2 separate regions of the Hordeum vulgare genome follow, and region 1 is linked to region 2. Evidence: chromatin contacts called from public Hi-C data. All regions are on one chromosome and are shown on one strand. Each heading gives the region's core, a stretch centred on a gene start, on an enhancer-like site or on the middle of the called end of the contact. The rest is flanking DNA. Distances are from core to core; before and after follow the strand shown.

Evidence for each region. Hi-C and Micro-C count contacts between places; a contact is called where the count stands out from the background.
Region 1: a Hi-C map of leaf shows a contact between it and region 2, with 4 times the contacts expected there. The contact joins two enhancer-like sites. A contact is called at or near these places in 2 of 6 Hi-C or Micro-C datasets (leaf and seedling).

Annotation. Positions count from the first base shown.
Region 1 is chr3H:574,809,827-574,812,526 of MorexV3_pseudomolecules_assembly, reverse strand. No RefSeq gene overlaps it. Among protein-coding and RNA genes, the nearest start is that of LOC123440711, 44 kb to the right of the region's middle. Within about 2 kb of position 1,261, at least 1 of the 3 cell types and tissues checked has open chromatin away from gene starts, as enhancers often do. A contact at or near this core is called in leaf, where this site is marked.
Region 2 is chr3H:574,655,801-574,658,500 of MorexV3_pseudomolecules_assembly, reverse strand. No RefSeq gene overlaps it. Among protein-coding and RNA genes, the nearest start is that of LOC123445246, 110 kb to the left of the region's middle. Within about 2 kb of position 1,435, at least 3 of the 3 cell types and tissues checked have open chromatin away from gene starts, as enhancers often do. A contact at or near this core is called in leaf, where this site is marked.

The DNA.
Region 1 (2,700 bases), core at 12-2,511, 150 kb before region 2:
CCGATCAGATCAGATGCTCATCGCCGATGGCCATGTCAAAATCGAGCCCGTTTTATTAAAGTCATCGTGACAATGTGCCGGCGCCTCCAAAGCATGATCTCCTCGTTGCTGATGCACGATGCCTCTCGCTCTCAACGGCAATGCAACACGAACCCCACTTTGACCACCTCCACAAGCTTCCCCTCAAACCCAACAATCCTGGCCCTGATCCCTTCCAGACACACACACCACAACACAAAATGGCATGTCTCCTTGGTCCTGGGGCAGTGACTGGGCCGCTCCTATATGTTTCTAGAAACCCCGAAACTCCGTGATTCACTGTAGAAGAAACATAATTGCCCGGTTAATTACGAAAAATCGGAGTGGGTCGCCATGGCTTGCAATGGAAAGGGTACACCAGAGCTAGTGGCACAAGTTGTTTGTTCGGCCCTTCTTCATCCTTAGTAGGAGTATTAAACAAAGAGACACTTGCACTTTTAGGTGCGGGACTTGCTAACCTCGGCTGGCGGTAATGGCCGTCCGAGGCCTAATTTAGGCTGTGATTAGGTCGAGGATTTGAAGGTGGGTTGGTGTTTTGCAGATCGTGTTAGGTTGCTCCTGTTTATGCACGCCCTCCCTCGCTTTTTCGCGTGTGGTGTGGCCCTCCATCCAGCAAAAACCCAAAGGTTGGCACGGTTTTTAGGCTTTCTCGGCAGGACACATGACAGGAACACCTCCGGACATGTCGTCTCCTGCGCTCAAATAAATCAATTTTGCTTGCTAATCATCCACATCAGACTCCGTAGGAGTACTACCTAGGAGATTTTGCGCAATCCTGTAACAGTGGCACTACGGAAAGAAAGAACTCGACCCATCCGTAAAAGGTTTAGAAAACAACCTTGTCTACTGATGAGATTTCACTGTATTCAGTCGACTTCTGATGTGATTTTACTTATCGACAAAATAACAGCAGCTGGGAGATTTCACTGTGTTCAGTCGGCTCTTGAGGGCAGGTGGATTCGGTCCACTCCGCTAACTGCATTCGTTGGAAGTTTTTAGCGTTTCAACCGTCATTTTTCGGCGAGAATGACAGGTCCAAGAGGGACGGAAAAAAGGCGGCTTTTGCTTGTCTGTCAGGCTCCGATTCCACGGAGGAAATGTGTGCACCACTTCACCTCCAATCCTTGACAGCATTACACGGGGGAAAGATGTGATCGGCGTACATCGCCCGTGTGTATCCCCCCGACAGCAACGCCTTAGTCGACCGACCGAACCCTAGAAACAAATCCTCCCATAGAACTGTTCCCGGACCAGAACACCTCATGCTGGACCACGCACCCGCGCACTGTTCAGGCAAAGAAACCTCTCGACCTTGCTTCGAGCAAGTGCCACCTTCTGAAGAGGAACCGTCTTGTCTCAGGTCCTAATCCATGGCGTCTGCTACTGCTAGCCATAGCCATACGTTATTGTAGAAGCAAAGTTATACAGTTCAACTCAGACTCCTCTTCTTGGCCTTGCCACCATCACAGTTATGAACTGTTTCAGTCGAGGTAGATGCGTTTTTCTGGGTTAGTACTAGATTCTTCAGATCTGCCAGATTAAACTGGGTTTTATCCGCGGATCAGACGTGAGGGTCTGCGCAAACCCATACGCACTCAGTCTAGAACACGAAACATAAAAGTAAGTCGCATGATACAAGACTTGAACGATTCTCTCTGATGACCAAACCCGTCGTCAATAGCTTCAGGGTTTGGCACTTGCAGAACCGCCGGCTGAATTCAGTTATCCAGGACGAAGAAAATGCAGTATAATTCAGGTGTTGGCTTCGCGCTAAACTCAAGCCACCGCGGCGGCGATCCGTTCAAATTTAAGTTTGTCGACCGACGCGATACGAATGCGACGGCGACCGACGATGTGGACGCCATGACCATCATCATCATTCATACCAGTGGCATCTGCAAGTAAGTGAGCTCAACAGGGGGCGTACGTACGTTACGTTGGAGTGGCCATTTGGTCAACCAAAAGGGGGGCGCTCCAACCGGCCGCTCCTGAACAAAACAGCGGCCATACATTTTGTAGACGGTGGTGCTTCTCTGGACGGCATTCTTTTTATTGCGGGGATGGCTATGTCACGATGTCTGATCATGGTTCAACAGTTTTGCTTGCACTCAATATCCTCTAATTCAATACCCACATGGAGCCATGTTACTCCCTCTGAAAATTAATATAAAAATATTAGATTACTAAAATAATATTCTAAATGCTTTTATATTAATTTACGGAGGAAGTACTTAATGGTTTCGCCTTTGTCCGTTAAGGTCGGTCGATGATATATATGCCGCTGCAAATTTTGTTCTTTAATTAGTTCAAACCTATGAGAGATCACACCTAATAATAATGAAAAAGAAAGTTCCTTCATCACCTGGGGTCTGGAGGTCTCAACACCACACGTTGAAGGTAGCTTAACCGAAGATCGGATAACAATGAGGATTATGTGGACCAAATACTCATGCTTCTTGATAAGCTCATAAACATCTGGAGGTTTTGTGGCTGCGGAACTTTCCGCGGCATTTTAAGCCAATCACACCTGTGGATATTGTTTGCTTTTTTTTCTTCTTTGATTTGATGAAACAACAAAGATTTGTTGGTACTATGAGTTTTACCTTTTGGAGTACTGATCAGTTGGTGCGGCCAATTAATCAGGACCGATCATGCACCGAC
Region 2 (2,700 bases), core at 186-2,685:
TTTTTTTTTGCGGGTAGCATCTGACGTGAAGTTCATATACAAGAGTTTCTAAACTAGGCCTACACTCCTATATACACATGTCTCCACTCCACGCCCAAAAAATCAAGACTTGCACCGATACTAAAGCAATGCCTCAGATTTGCTCATGTTTCCTCTCACCCTTTTCTTCTTCTAAAAGCTAAACACAACCACACAGGTGGTACCCCAAAAAGCGAAAAGTCTCAACAAAGTTTATTAATCTGGCGCAGCAAGGCGCCAAGGTGGTACTACCAGAAACGAAATGGTGGGCTGCCTGCATGGTGCATGTGAGGCCGGCCAAGGACGCGCATCAAGTCCAAAAGAGGGGAGGGGTTGGTTGAGTTTTGTACTCCAATGGCGCCACCTAACCACAAATTTAGTCCTAGGATGGAAGGGTGAGTGAGGGGGGCAGGGCCCCAACCCCCAACCCCAATCAACTCCAGTCAAGAACATGCAAGGAGTATGTTGTGTACCAGCAGTTGCTGTCCAATTACTCATGCATCTTCCTTGCTAACCCAGCCAAAGCAGCTAGCTTAGCTCTAGCTTGGGGGAAAAGTGCTGCTGGGTGTTGGGTGTGAGCGAAGGGAGCAAGCAAGGCAACCCTACAGACTACTACAGTGCTGGCCGGCCGGGCCACCAGCGTGGCTTAACTGCTAGCTTGCAAGTGCAAAATATACAAGGAAGTTAATGGGGCAATGATGATGATGGTGGTCGACCACGGGAACCAGATCGACGCAAAACCTAGCTAGCTTCACATCTCGTGCAAGGCAGCTAGCGTGTTGCGATGATAGGGGGTCGGGTCACATGCGCCGGCTGACCGGCCGGCATATGCCATCGATCGAATGGCCTTTGGGGCTCACCACATCGTGCAGCCAGTGTAGCTTATTAATCAGTTCATCATTCCTTCATGCATGCATGCATGCACATAGTTTGTTGCAGGATCACGTATAGTGCGTCGTTGGACCATGGACCATGTATAGTGCGTTGATGGATGGATCACGTATGTTTATGTATGATCCGAATTCTTCTGAAAGGGCCGGGGGTTCATTGCACGGAGAGATTCTTTTCTTCTACGTTGACGAGCCTAATCCACACGATCCTTGCATTTTCTCGACCCATCTACCATGTCCATCTCCAACAGTGCGCGTGCCTGCGACGTGCAGTCGATCTGCCCGACGTACGCTACGTAGGCTGGCCGCAGAGGCGACGACGAGCGCCTGTGTTTTGGTGAGGGTGCACTGCACTGCACCACGGCCGCGACGGCCACGACCCCGGTTTGAATTACGGGTTCACGAGGGTACAGCGGCGTCGCTGTCCATCGACCAAAATCAACGCCAACACGCACTAGATATATACCGTCTATCTATCCACACACCGGCAAGTCCTGCCCTGGTGGTTTGGTGGATGGATCGATCTCTGTACCATCTCACGGGTCGGCACGAAGGAAAATAAAAGCGTACGTCGCTCCCAGGAAAAGGGACCCAGGACCTCTCCGGCGCCATGCCCAAGCGTTACGTCAGGTGCGACGAATGGACCGGACGACGGGACCTCTCTCGACACAACCATGTTCCCTCTTCAGCTAGAGCGACGGAGATTCAACCTTGCTGACGAGTTTTCCTCCCGGCGGAGAAGATGCCGGTTCCCCCGTTTACACTGACCAACCACTGCAACTGTCTGGGGCTAAGTGGCTATGACGCACATGATCCTCTTTGAAAGTGTTGACGAAAACTTGACTAGATCGGTCCAGCTTGCCTAATAGAATACAAACACAGTTACCACACACCTGACCTCTCCATACTAGATGCACATAATCAATACCAATACTCATCGAAGAGAGAAAAAAAGCACGTCGATAAATAACAAAATCATATAAGATCAAAATTATGTGTTGACGAGTAAAAATAATAAAAAAGACGGAAGTGATCAAATCTTCGATCAGCAAACTATAACAATGATCACATCCACACTAACCATCTTATGACATCATAAGGACGTCAAATTTTTCCAACAACAACGTCTTTAAAAAGGGAGCGACGCTCAAGCTTCGCCGTCGATGAATCTAACCAACAAGGACCTGATTCTATGTTTCTGCCCGAAGAGTCAGTCTGAGCATATCCGAGTGATGTCCTCGACAAGGTAACGACGCAAAAACATGCTTAAAAGCCTCGTGGGCTTGCCCTCCCGCTATCTTTGGCGGCAGCGAGGGGGGCAAGAGGAAGGGAAGGGTGGCTGCGGCGGTCATGTTGGTCGTCGCCGGAGTCGCTCGTAATGAGTGGCAGCTTTGTGTGTGTGTGTGTGTTTTGTATGATGTTTTTCCTTGTCAGTATGATATTTTGCGTGTGTGCGCGCACCCATGTTGACTATACACATCCTAGTCGTTCAAAGACCAGATGTGTGTTTATCATCTTGATGATACCTCGTTATGAGTTAAAGGAAGAACACCATTTATATCAGGAAATAAACGGATGACAATCGCTGTAGACTACACACGACATGCGGGGATACATACAGATCCAGGAAGCGTGTGTTTGCGGTGTTACGAGTCGATAAGTTGCTGCTTGCAACGTACGCAGCCGATGGATGATGGAGCCGACATAGGATAGTGATGAGGGGTGACCGATTGTCAGCGCACGGCGGGAGGAGGTCCCATCCATCTCCCATGCGTTGCATCACATGACATAG